Regions from separate parts of the Anas platyrhynchos genome. Here region 2 is linked to region 1. The links are chromatin contacts, called in public Hi-C maps. All regions are on one chromosome and are shown on one strand. The core of a region is the stretch at or near the end of the contact, and the rest is flanking DNA. Distances in the headings are between cores, read along the strand shown. Region 1 holds the start of RNF19A (ring finger protein 19A, RBR E3 ubiquitin protein ligase). Region 2 overlaps RNF19A (ring finger protein 19A, RBR E3 ubiquitin protein ligase).

The links. Hi-C and Micro-C count contacts between places; a contact is called where the count stands out from the background.
Region 2: a Hi-C map of subcutaneous adipose tissue shows a contact between it and region 1, with 2.0 times the contacts expected there. The contact joins the enhancer-like site here to the promoter of RNF19A in region 1. A contact is called at or near these places in 3 of 8 Hi-C or Micro-C datasets (liver, skeletal muscle and subcutaneous adipose tissue).

The regions. Positions count from the first base shown.
Region 1 is chr2:21,875,523-21,881,637 of IASCAAS_PekinDuck_T2T, forward strand. It overlaps RNF19A (ring finger protein 19A, RBR E3 ubiquitin protein ligase), which reads left to right and starts at 1,715. Exons shown (of 11, transcript XM_027452524.3): 1 at 1,715-1,903; 2 at 4,369-4,456.
Region 2 is chr2:21,929,229-21,935,583 of IASCAAS_PekinDuck_T2T, forward strand. RNF19A (ring finger protein 19A, RBR E3 ubiquitin protein ligase) reads left to right here. Exons shown (of 11, transcript XM_027452524.3): 10 at 712-855; 11 at 1,254-3,549. The coding sequence ends at 1,944. Among named protein-coding and RNA genes, the nearest start is that of SPAG1, 49 kb to the right of the region's middle. Within about 2 kb of position 1,388, at least 1 of the 8 cell types and tissues checked has an H3K27ac peak or open chromatin away from gene starts, as enhancers often do. A contact at or near this core is called in subcutaneous adipose tissue, where this site is marked.

The DNA of each region.
Region 1 (6,115 bases), core at 465-2,964:
AGCATAATTTTACCCTCATTTTCCACTTGGCCTCCACATTTGTTGTAATTGCCTATTCTGTTATTTCAGATTAAGTATCTCACCATGGAAAGACTCATATCCACACTTAATTTTAATCCACGCTGGAAGCAGTCCTCCTGACTTAAATAGATCTACGCACACAAATGAAGCTAAGTATATGTGCAACCCCTTAGCAGACCACACACAGCAAATTCCACAGGAAAAGCATGGCACATTTTATTCATTTTACAATGTTTGCACATTAAATGCAGGTTGGATAATCGGTAACTATTTCCAGAGTTAGGCTTTTAGGTTTCAAACCAGCTTAATGGAAGCACCACGGTTCATCTATGACCAGGGGATAAACTCCAGTTCTGGAGAAATCAGAGTTGACATTAGAAAGTATAAATGATTAACTGGAGAAAACAAAAGGCACAAGATTTAAGACCACTGTAATAACTACGTATGCAAATAATTATTACAGCATGCCAGAGGAGAGTGATTTGGAGTTGGCCCTGAAGCGGAGGTCAACAAAAAAGACAGCTATGGTATTATTGCAGATAGGGAGTCCTGTGAGAAAAGTTGGGAAGGTCAGCAGCAAAAGGAGAAAGGAACCCAGGAGAGGGGCAGACGAGCACAGCAAGCACCCTTATAATAATAATAATCTATGATTATTCTCGCCCTAGCACCCAGAAGCCAGAGGCTGATTGCAGTTGTGCAAAGGGAGAACAGGGTTATGCAATCAAAGCTGGGGGGCTCCTGGACAAAGTTTTGGGGCGGGTTATCTTTCCAGTGGCCTGATAATGGGCTGGCAGCGTGCCCAGGTGGCCAAGAAGGCCAGCGGCATCCTGGTTTGTATCAGTAATAGCGTAGCCAGCAGGACCAGGGAGGTGATCATTCTCCTCTGCTCTGCTGATGCCACACCTCGGGTACTGTGTTCAGTTTTGGGCCCCTCATTACAGGAAGGACACTGAGGCCCTGGAGCTTGTCCAGAGCAGGGCTACGAAGCTGGTGAAGGGCCTGGAGCACAAGTCCTGTGAGGAGCGGCTGAGGGAGCTGGAGGTGTTCAGTCTGGGGAAGAGGATGCGCAGGGGAGACCTTATTGCTCTCTACAACTGCCTGAAAGGAAGCTGTGGGGAGCTGGGGGTCAGCCTCTTCTCACAGGTAACCAGTGATAGGACTAGAGGGAATGGCTTCAAGTTGTGCCAGGGGAGGTTTAGGTTGGAAATGAAGAGACATTTCTCCTCAGAAAGAGCAGCCAGGCATTGGGACGGGTTGCCGAGGGAGGTGGTGGAGTCACCGTCCCTGGGGGTGCTCAAGGAGAGGTTGGACGTGGTGCTTGGGGACATGGTTCAGTGGGTGACATTGGCAGCAGCATGATGGTTGGACCAGGTGATCTTGGAGGTCTCTTCCAACCCTAATGATCCTATGATTCAGTGCCACACCATGGCACAAAACCTCTGCTCTCTCATTCCCACACCCGCACCACCCCCCAGCAGCCCGACCCCACCGCAGCGCCTCAACACCTCGCTCTCCCCCGGCCACCTTCACCCATTACGGAGTACCAAATCCACACGGAGTTAAATAATAATTTATTAAATAAAGGCATGGCAGGGAGGGGGGGGGAACAAACACCCCAGCGAGAGGCGGGCGGCGACTGTGTGGCGAGCGGGACCCGCCCCGAGGCGGCGCCGCCGCCGCCATACGCGTGAGCTCAGCGCGTCGCGGAAACCGACGGCCCCGGCGCCGCCTCCCCTCAGCGGGCAGGGCCGGCCCCGGCAGCGCCGGCCCCGGCAGCGCCGCCCCGTTCTCTCCTCTCGCCTCCTCTCCCTCACACACAGAGACACGGACCCGGGGAGAGGCTCCCTGCGCCGGGTCGGCTTCTTCTGCCGCCGCCCCGCAGGTACACGGCGGCGGGGAAGCGCCCCCCCCCCCCCCTCCCTCCGCCCCCGGTTCTCCGCCGGGGGCTGGCAGCCGCCGCCCTGAGCGTGGCGGAGGGGGGCGATGAGGGAAGGGGGGGGGGAGGTGGAGCGGAGCCGCCTGTGGGAGGAGGAGAGGGGTCTGTGGGGGTCCTGGGGGGTCCGGGGAGGGTTGGAAGAGGGGGGCGCTGCCCCTCGCATTGCTGGAGGGTGAAGTCATCGCGCCCATTGTCTCCCCCCCGGGCGGGGCGAGGGGCCTGTCCCGCCCCGAGGAGGAGGAAGAGGAGGAGGAGGAGGAAGACGGGGGGGTTGGGGGGTGTCAGGACCTCGGTTCGACCCCCCTGGAGGTGCGGGGAGGGGACGGGAGGTGGCAGCGGGGGCGCTTTCCTGGCCCCCGTCCCCCTGCGGCAGCGCGGCGTGCTGCGGGAGGATGGGGGAAAAACGGCGAAAAACGGGGAAAAATGGGGAACGACTCTAGGAAGGGCTGCAGGAGGGTGTGGGGGGGCTCCTGGTGCCCCACAGTGAGCAGGAAGGCTGAGGGGAGGGGGGCACAGAACAGGGGAAGGGGCCTCCCTGCCCCCGGGGGGGGGGTTCACTGGAAACGTGCCTGGGTTTCCCTGCGAGGAGCACAGCAAATCCCGGTTCTGGTCAAAAAGAAAAAAATACCGGAGCTGGCGTTGGAAGCGATTAGGGCTTTATCTCGGTTGTCATCGAGGACAGCAGTATTTTTTTTTTTTATTTATTTTTTTTCGTAAAGGCAAAGGGCAGGTTGGGAAATGGAGCTTGCAGCGTTCACTTCTGCAGAGGAGCCTCAGAAACTCACTTCAGAATACCAGCTTTCGTAATTCTTACTTCAAAGCTGTTTTTTTTTTTTTTTCAAACTTTTTTTTTTTTAGAAAAAGAGTTTCGTTTTTTGTCAGCTCAAGGGCTGCATTCCCCTGTCTGCTGAAATGCTGTGGTGGGGTTGCTGGGTGGAAAAAGGAGGCTTTCGGTTCAACGTCCAGAGCATGGGGAGCTGCCGGCTTCAGGGAATTCGCTTGCCTACGTAGAAGCACTGGTTGTGTAACAGCACTTACTGCTTTCTGAAGTTTTAGCATCACTTCCCTTGTAAACATTGCTCTGCTTGCACTTGAAAACTTTCCGAAAGCTGCGAAACCACTTTGTTTTAATTGCACGTGAGCCCAGACCCGTTTGGACCAGAAAATGAAAATGAAAGTTTTGGGCGTAATGGCAATAATGCTGCTCTTCAGGTCAGCTCACTAAAAGGTTTACAGGAAACCTCTCTCCCATATGCATGCTTTTTGAACCATGCCAGAGTTTCAGCAGTGCTTTATAAAATTCAGCATTTTACAGATGCTGAATTCTGCCTCTTGTCTCCACGCCGTCAGCTCGTTTTGAGTTTGAGGACATCAGATCATAAATTTCTACGAGGGGGAATTGAAATGTGTATATGCGGTTTTCTTCCATCCACTTCCCCTTAGTTCCAGCAGCCAAACGATGCTGTTCCTGCATAGAGCCGTCATCAGATTGTGTTTAATTACGCTTGTTGAGGCTCAGGAGGAAGGAAGGCACTTGATAGATGTATTTGTTTACCTTCGTAGTGTGTACAAATCCTTGTCTCTGCCTTAGTAAATGAATCATTAAAGCTCCCTTAGCCATGGGATTCCAAGTTAGTATTAATATACATGTTGGGACAACTTGTTTTGTGTGGATATTTTCAACTTGTGAAAGAGCACAAGTCCTTGAATTCTTTTGTCAGTTGGGCAGAGCCTTCCGATGGAAAATGGGCAAACTTTTTCTCTTCTTTAAATTATTCATTAACAGCGTTTTACTGTTTAACATGGCAAAAACTTTAGACTTTCAGTTTGTCAGGTGGGTAGGTGACTCTTCCTAACCTTCCCTTTTTTATTTTTTCCCGTTTACCTGGGCTTTTTTGATCTTCACGTGGTCTCATTAAAAAGATTGTTCACAAGGATACCTTTTCTTTCTTTCCAGTAGGATGCCTGAATCTTTTCAAAGAACTTCTGAATCCTGGAAGTGCTAAGAAAGGTCTTTGAACTCTGAACTGCAGCTACGCTGTTCTGTGCCACAGTCTGATGGCTTGTGGCCAAGCTTGTGGTCTCTATTATGGGGTCAGTTTACTCTGGCCCATGGTCAGACATCCGTAATTAGCTTTGTGATTTGTTTTCTGAATTGTACCTAAACGCTGCATACCAGCTTAGTGGGAGAAATTTTAATACCTGACTGGAACAAATTGATGGATACGTGTTGTAGGTTTTCCATTTCTTAGTGTGATTTCTGGCATGTAGCTGAGTTGTGAGTCAGTCGGATTTGTAGGGTCAGCAAATGCTCTAGGAAGGACTAATAAAAATAGTCATTTTAACACTGGCTTATCCACAAGAAAGTTAATGTCAGGTTTTATTTTTCTCTCTTTTTGCATTTGTCTTAGACCTAAGTTTCCGTTGTCACCTCTGCATTACCTGATGGAAGATGTGTAGCTGAAAGAAGTGGCGCATGTAACTCGGCTTCAAGATACGGTGAGAATGGTGTTGGATCTAAAGTTGCTAGATGCGTCTCAATTGCACCTGGACGTAGACTTCTACCAAGAAGGTAAAATGTTATGTTGAGCCTTAGAGAAACAGTTGTTTTTAATAGTGTTGGCCTTTGATTTCAGCAATGTACTTTTTGTTTTGTTTTGTTTTTCTTTTCTTTTTTATTTTCCCGTGAATGTGAAGGAGGCTCTGTCAGTTCCTAGGAAATTGTTTTTGTTTTTTTTTTAAATGTTCCTGAGATTTCACAAGAGGGGACTTCCTTTCATTTTTGATTCTCTGAAGTGGAAGTTTTATCCATGATCTACCCTAATGTCAGTTGATTTATAGTAGTTTATCTTTGGTGAAATAATCTTAAAGAAAACTGAAACTTTTTTGTGTTGTAGATAGGTTAGATTTCAGATATTCTGTGTTCTACTTTACCTCAGGAAGAAAGAAAACTCCAAATAAATGACTTCAGCTTGAACTAAGGAATCCAGCCCCAACCAGACTTCCATGTGTTTTCTTTCTGTTCAGAGTAGAATTTCAGTCTCTTCCTCGTACCTTTTCATTAAAAGGTTATTTCAGAAGATTACTTCAGTCACTCTTATTTATTCTCAGTGTTTTCTAACTTACTTGGTCTCAGGTCTTCTGCTGATACTTACCAATTGACAGATTTATTCCAAACTTCTGAGAAATTGACTCTCACCTTGTTATCCAAGGCTTCCTCGTAAGGATATTTTCTTTAGTTGATAAGATCAGTGGTAGAGACTTTCATCATCTGAGTGCTAAGAAGGCTTAGTCTTCTTCCTTCAGTGATCTCTGTTTGTTTCATGTACGTTTCTGGCAGTTTTCAGGCACTGCAGAGCTGTTTCACCTTGGTTTTGATTGCTGGGACTTCCCTGGCATGTGTGGCTCGCTTCCCTTAGTGCAGTGGGCTCAGTGTACTGGCTCAAGGATCCAAAACATGGCAATGATACCTAAAAAGAACTGTAAATGTTATGTGGGACTGAATATTACAGGCCTTAACAACATGGTTTTTATTGTATGCATGACTTACATTAGTTTGAATTCTTAAAAGATGGAGTTGAGAGAAGAAGGAAGCCCCACAGCTGAGCAGTAAGATGTCGTTTGTGGTATCACTCTTTCCTCATTAAGACAAGCAAGGAGGGCTTTGACTCTGTTCTGCTTGACTTTTGTGGAAGTTCATCTACAAGAAGCTTTAAGCCTACCTGGAGGTTTATCCATAGAATGGAAAAAAAAGTAGGAGTGCTTATATTACTCTTTTGCAGAGTAAGAATTACAATAGGCTTTCCACTCTTAACCTGTGGATTGAAGTCAGCCATCTGCTGGATGACTCCTAGCATCTTGCTGAACAGGTAGTCTATGCACTGCAACCACAATTGCCTTTACGAGGTGAGCATAGCTATAGAAGAATATTTTTTTTCTGAAGGATGAGTTTCTAGCAGGTTCCTTGCACTTCTAGGTATATTGCAACAGACTGAAAAGCTGACCTAAGACCTGCTTTAACCTAAAGCAACCAAGCAAAGAGATCTAATGAAATGAGATTTAAAAAAAAAAAAAAAAGTCACATATACACAGGTGTTTCCTCAGGCATTAAAACTTCCTTTCTTTAGAGGCCAGCATATCTTCTAATCATGTCTTCAG
Region 2 (6,355 bases), core at 138-2,637, 53 kb after region 1:
ATGGCAAAGTCAGGACTTCTGGCGTGTTCACTAAATCATCAAATACCAAATTGTCCCTTTGGAGCACCTCAGCCTTGCCCAGGTGACAGCTTTTTTGTCATCTAGGTGTTCGGTGCCTTCTGTTAATTGGGGTCTTACTATACGTTTTGGCTGTCCTGTATGCTGAGGAGACAGGGAGTGTCTGGAAAGAATACTCCTTTTTAGGGATCAGGGTGGAATTAGCTCCTTAAGAAAATGAGTAGCACCTGGTTTAAGTAACTCAGAAGTGCAGGCTACATAGAAAAAGGACATTGTTGCAATAAACAAAATGCAATATAAAGCAGAGTGGAGAACAGAGTTCTCTGACAGTTACTTCATCAGTAATAATTTGCAGCTGTGAAAACACGGGAACTGTCTTGAACTTGCGTACCCTTCTGATCATTTCTGATTGTTTTCTCCATTTTTTTAAGAGGACCATATGTTATCTGCAAAAAAATTGTAGATTAGTCTGAAAGTTGTTATTGTAAACCTCAGGGAGGAAAGCATCCAGAAACTGTTTTTACAATGCAACGTTTTGCTCTGCTGGGAATTTCATCTATTTTGGGGTTTTAACTAATAAACTGTGCTTACTACTGAATGGGGGAGAAATTTTACAAGGTGACAGTAATTTTCAACTAGGGTGCTTTAACTGTAGTAGCAGTATACATAACTCTTATTTTCTTTCTCTCCAAGACTGGAAGTACAAGCAGATGTGCAGAAAGAACGATACAGTCTGAGTGGAGAATCTGGCACAGTGAGCTTGGGAACAGTTAGTGATAATGCCAGTACCAAAGCGATGGCAGGATCCATTCTGAACTCCTATATCCCTTTGGACAGGTAAGAGAAATGTGCTGAAAACAGAAGATGGATAAATCTTGCTTATTAAAGCATATTCTAAGCATGCCTCATCTGATCTACTTAAAACTTTGAAACTACATTTTTTTTTGTTAGAAATTGAATTATGTATGATCGCTTGTATTTGCCAAGGTTATTTCCAAAGAGGAACACACAATTAGTGCAGCTCAGGAAAGCATTTGATCTTTCAGACTGTGTGCTCCTGTTTGGGCTGTTTGTTTGGTCGAACACTTTTCCTAAAATCAGTCCCATCGCTGTAACTTTCTTCTGCTCTCTGTATTTTGGAAAGCAGCATTTTGGAAAGCAGCGGGAGTTTGTTTGGCTGCTTTGGCTGGCTCGTCTTAGATGACCAGATATACTGACAGGTTTTCTTGTTCTAGGGAAGGCAACAGTATGGAAGTACAAGTGGATATTGAATCAAAGCCAGCCAAATTCAGACACAACAGTGGAAGCAGCAGTGTTGACGACGGCAGTGCTGCGGGTCGTAGTAACGCTGGCTGTTCCTCGGCCTGCGTGCCAGAGAGTAAATCGAGTGCCACCAAGTGGTCCAAAGAAACAACAGCAGGAAAAAAATGTAAAGGTAAGCTGCGAAAGAAAAGCAGCATGAAGATAAACGAGACAAGGGAGGACATGGATGCCCAGCTGTTGGAACAACAAAGCACAAACTCCAGTGAATTTGACTCTCCCTCTCTTAGCGATAGTATTCCATCTGTAGCAGATTCCCACTCGAGTCACTTTTCTGAGTTCAGTTGCTCAGATATGGAGAGTATGAAAACTTCCTGTAGCCACGGTTCCAGCGACTATCACACGCGCTTTACCACGGTCAGTGTTCTCCCAGAGGTGGAAAACGACCGCTTGGAAAACTCCCCCCAGGCGAGTGGGATCCCTGCGCCCGTCCCCGCAGCCCCGAGCACTGACGTTCCCCAGTTGAGTTACATCGCCGAGGAAGGCGTGAACAACGCTTCTGCCACGGATGGAGATCCGGGTGCTGGGGAAGCGCTGAAAGAAACCAACAACAACCATTCGCAACATGCTGCGGAGTTGAGCACTGCTATTCAGACTGAAATTTAAGCCAAAAAGTGCTGCAAAAACGTATTTACCACTAACGAACCCTGCCTGAAAGCTGGTTGAATTACAATGCGATGACTTGCGTTAAGTTTCAGGTGACCAGCAGAAGCAAGGTTTTGATACAACTGTATTTTATATATACCTGTCTAATAAAGAAGAGTACTTCATATGGATCCTAGACCTGTGTGAAGGGGCACGAAGGCTTTAACAAGTGCATTACAGCAGTACAAATACATCCATGTTTTTTTTTTGTTTTTGCCACGACTTTGCTTGAAAGCATATGCTTGGTGTACTTAGGTAAAAAAAAAAAAAAAAAAAATTAAAAAATTGGGTAATCGTTAATGTTAAATGCTAAAATGAATACTATGTCCTGCACTGTTCACTTGAAAAATATGGGGTTTGGGATAAATGGGTGTTAGCTGAGCATTAGTGACTTAAAACCATTCTAGTGTGAACTCTAAGGGAAGCAAAAGTTTTGCAGAGACCTGTCCAAACACCTTTCAGCAGTGAATATTCATGAGCATCATTTTGTTTCATAACTGGACACACTATTTAGAATGCACGTAGAACGACTCGCGTGTCTTCAGGTGGATGTAGCCTGTGTCAGAAGCGTTTGCGTGTACACTTTGAGCAAGGTTACGGCATTTTATATGGTTTTGAAACAGAAGAAATTGGTAATTAATGCGTGGCAGAATGGAGACATCACCCATGAAGAGCAGTGGGGTCACTTGTTTATTCATGCAACCAACCATGCGGCAGATAAGGCTACTATATATCGTGTAAAACCTGTAGAGTAACAGTCCATTGATTTATAAGCATTGTAGAAAAGCAGATGCAGTCACCTTTCATGAGGGGGGAAAATTGGTGCCCCATCAATTCTCGGTGCCTTCGGAAAAGACTGGGTTTGAAGTGCCTGGTCGCTTGAGGATTTTACTGTAATGTTTTCCAGAATGTCCTCTTTGGCCACCTTCAATCACAAAAGAAAATCCTAGTGAATTAAAATGACTGTGGTAGATAAATGTATAATAATGATAAAGCATTAGCCTACCAAAGACTCACTCAGGCTTTCGTGAATGACGTTCACGTGACATCTCCTTGCAAGGCGTGCGTTCCTGCAGTCCCCGAATCAGAGTGCAGTGCAATGACTGCCCACGTGCAAAGATGGGTTCCAAATATGCTGGCTTTTTTGTTTGTTTGTTTCTTTCGCATACGGAAGATGTACAGCTGAACACAAGCTGAAGTTGGCCAAAGCGCCTGCACTGTTAATGTTTATTTTTTTTTTGTTTTGTTTTGTTTTTTGCTATGTAAATCACTAAAAATGGGAAAAGAAATTGTGAATATCAGAATAACAGTTAACGATGTTCTGTCTTGTGTTTCATGTATTGCCATTATGGTGCTACTGGAAGTTTGGTTGGATAAAAAGAAAATGCCATGAGCTGCAGTCCTCTTCCATGACTTACCCTCACCAGTTTCATGAATATGCTTATAACACTAGTGCCAGTTATGTTATTTGATAATGCTTGTTACAGTATTTGTATATTTGCAATTCAGTTTTGCTCAATAATATGCGTGTAAACTGCATATCTGAAATAAATGTCTAAATACTGACTTCTGGTGGTCCTTAGTTTAGCGTGCTGATGGCCTTGTCCAAATGTCTGTGTTCCCAGAGGGCACTTCTGCCTGTGAGGTGCTGACTGCTGTCGTCTTTTCCCTTCAGTTTTCGTTTTGTTTGGCGTGCTTTGGAGGTTGTGCTGTTGATACTTGGAGATACAAGATCTGAAGATGGTTGTGTTTTTGTGCAAGACTTTTTGTGCAAGCAGGCGATCAGGCCCAGTCAGCATGGGTTTATGGAAGGCAGATCCTGCTTGACGAACCTGATCTCCTTCTATGACAGTGACGCGCTGGGTGGACGAGGGAAAGGCTGTGGATGTGGTCTACCTTGACTTCAGCAAGGCTTTTGACACCGTCTCCCACAGCATTCTCCTCAAGAAACTGGCTGCTCTTGGCTTGGACTGGCGCACGCTTCGTTGGGTTAGAAACTGGCTGGATAGCCGGGCCCAAAGAGTCGTGGTAAATGGAGCCAAGTCCAGTTGGAGGCCAGTCACTAGTGGCGTCCCCCAGGGCTCGGTGCTGGGGTCGGTCCTCTTTAACATCTTCATCAATGATCTGGATGAGGGCATTGAGTGCACCCTCAGTAAGTTTGCAGATGACACCAAGCTAGGTGCGTGTGTCGATCTGCTCGAGGGTAGGAAGGCTCTGCAGGAGGATCTGGATAGGCTGCACCGATGGGCTGAGGTCAACTGCATGAAGTTCAACAAGGCCAAGTGCCGGGTCCTGCACCTGGGGCGCAATAACCCCAAGCAGAGCTACAGGCTGGGAGATGAGTGGTTGGAGAGCTGCCAGGCAGAGAAGGACCTGGGAGTGATGGTGGACAGTCGGCTGAATATGAGCCAGCAGTGTGCTCAGGTGGCCAAGAAGGCCAACGGCATCCTGGCTTGTATCAGAAACAGTGTGACCAGCAGGGCTAGGGAGGTGATCGTCCCCCTGTACTCGGCTCTGGTGAGGCCGCACCTCGAGTACTGTGTTCAGTTTTGGGCCCCTCGCTACAAGAAGGACATCGAGGTGCTTGAGCGGGTCCAAAGAAGGGCGACGAAGCTGGTGAGGGGCCTGGAGAACAAGTCCTACGAGGAGCGGCTGAGGGAGCTGGGCCTGTTCAGCCTGGAGAAGAGGAGGCTCAGGGGCGACCTTATCGCTCTCTACAGATACCTTAAAGGAGGCTGTAGAGAGGTGGGGGTTGGCCTGTTCTCCCCCGTGCCTGGTGACAGGACGAGGGGGAATGGGCTAAAGTTGAGCCAGGGGAGTTTTAGGTTAGATGTTAGGAAGAACTTCTTTACTGAAAGGGTTGTGAGGCATTGGAACAGGCTGCCCAGGGAGGTGGTGGAGTCACCATCCCTGGAAGTCTTCAAAAGACGTTTAGATGTAGAGCTTAGGGATATGGTTTAGTGGGGACTGTTAGTGTTAGGTTAGAGGTTGGACTCGATGATCTTGAGGTCTCTTCCAACCTAGAAATTCTGTGATTCTGTGACTTCAGCCTCATTTCTTGTCGTCATACTGAAGGTCAGTCTGAGCTGCCTGCAGGGCAGTCCGGACAGTAAGTGGTTTTCAGAGAGGACGTGGCTCTGGCAAACAAATCATTCCATTTAAAAATGCACCATCTGGTAGAAGTGGACAGGCTGTGGTGGGATTGCTGGGCTAGACTGAACCCTGATTTCCCCTCTATCTAAAGGGGGGGCTCATCAATCCACACAGCCTGTAAGATGTTTGTTGTGAAACACTGCAGATTGCCCCGTATTTATGGTTAAAAAATGGTATTTCTTGGTTGAGCTCTAGTGTTCATTAGGTTTGTTTTCTCACCTGCACTTTGGCAGGCTCAGGAAGTAATAAATAAATAAATAAATAAAACTGATTGGGGTGTTGTGACGCACGGATCCCTAACCCATGTGTAAGCCATGTTGATAACAGACTGAATAATGAGATAACTAGGCTGGGTCAACTCTAAATCATTAAAAAGCATTGAGTTTTTTATACTGTCTCCAATAGGAGATACTCCAGGAGAGAACAAAAACTGGGCTGAGTGAAACCTAGCGTGCCCTAGGAATGGAAGCAAGGCATAAAGGCAATATTTGCCATGGCGTCAGGTGCCTTTTATGTGGAGGATAACGTTCTTTAGTGCTTTATTTTGGACTGATTTTTTTTTTTTCCCCTCAGTCTGAATGCTTTTAAAAATACGGTGCTACTGAAGAGTAAGGTGTTGAATTAGGTCCAGCATTAACCGAAGCGTTTGCTGTTAACCTGACTCCTCGCTGGTGTCTCCAGCTCTGAAGATGTCTGCTCTGGCTTTGTCCGGTGTGTTTATGGAATGACACGAGCACATCAATTCACAGTAATGCAATCTAAAGCTTGCAGCAGAGAACTGGAGGATGTATTTTGTTCTGTGAACTTAAACCTAGCAATCTCTCAGTGCCTCTGTTGTGCTGTGCAGGAAATTGAAAACATGGCTCGCTCTTGTAAATAAGGTTTATCAAATGATAGCGTTGTTTTCAGTCACTCTGAAACCATCTTTGATAATTTATAGTCACATTAAAATGTAGTTAATAGAGATGAAGTATTTTTTTTAGCAAAACACAGTTGTGCAGACTCATCTTTTATTCAGAGGTAATATTTCATATGTGAAGCAATCCAAACAGCACTGTCTAATAAATTTAAATTTAATGCAGCATTGAATTGTTTGGAATCTATTAAAAAAAAATAAAAGCTATATCAGTGTATTGATGGAAGTGCTGCAAGTGCATCGAGGAGAAGATGCCTCTCATTTATAGAGTTACTGAAATAGAAATTCACTTAAGCAACGGGT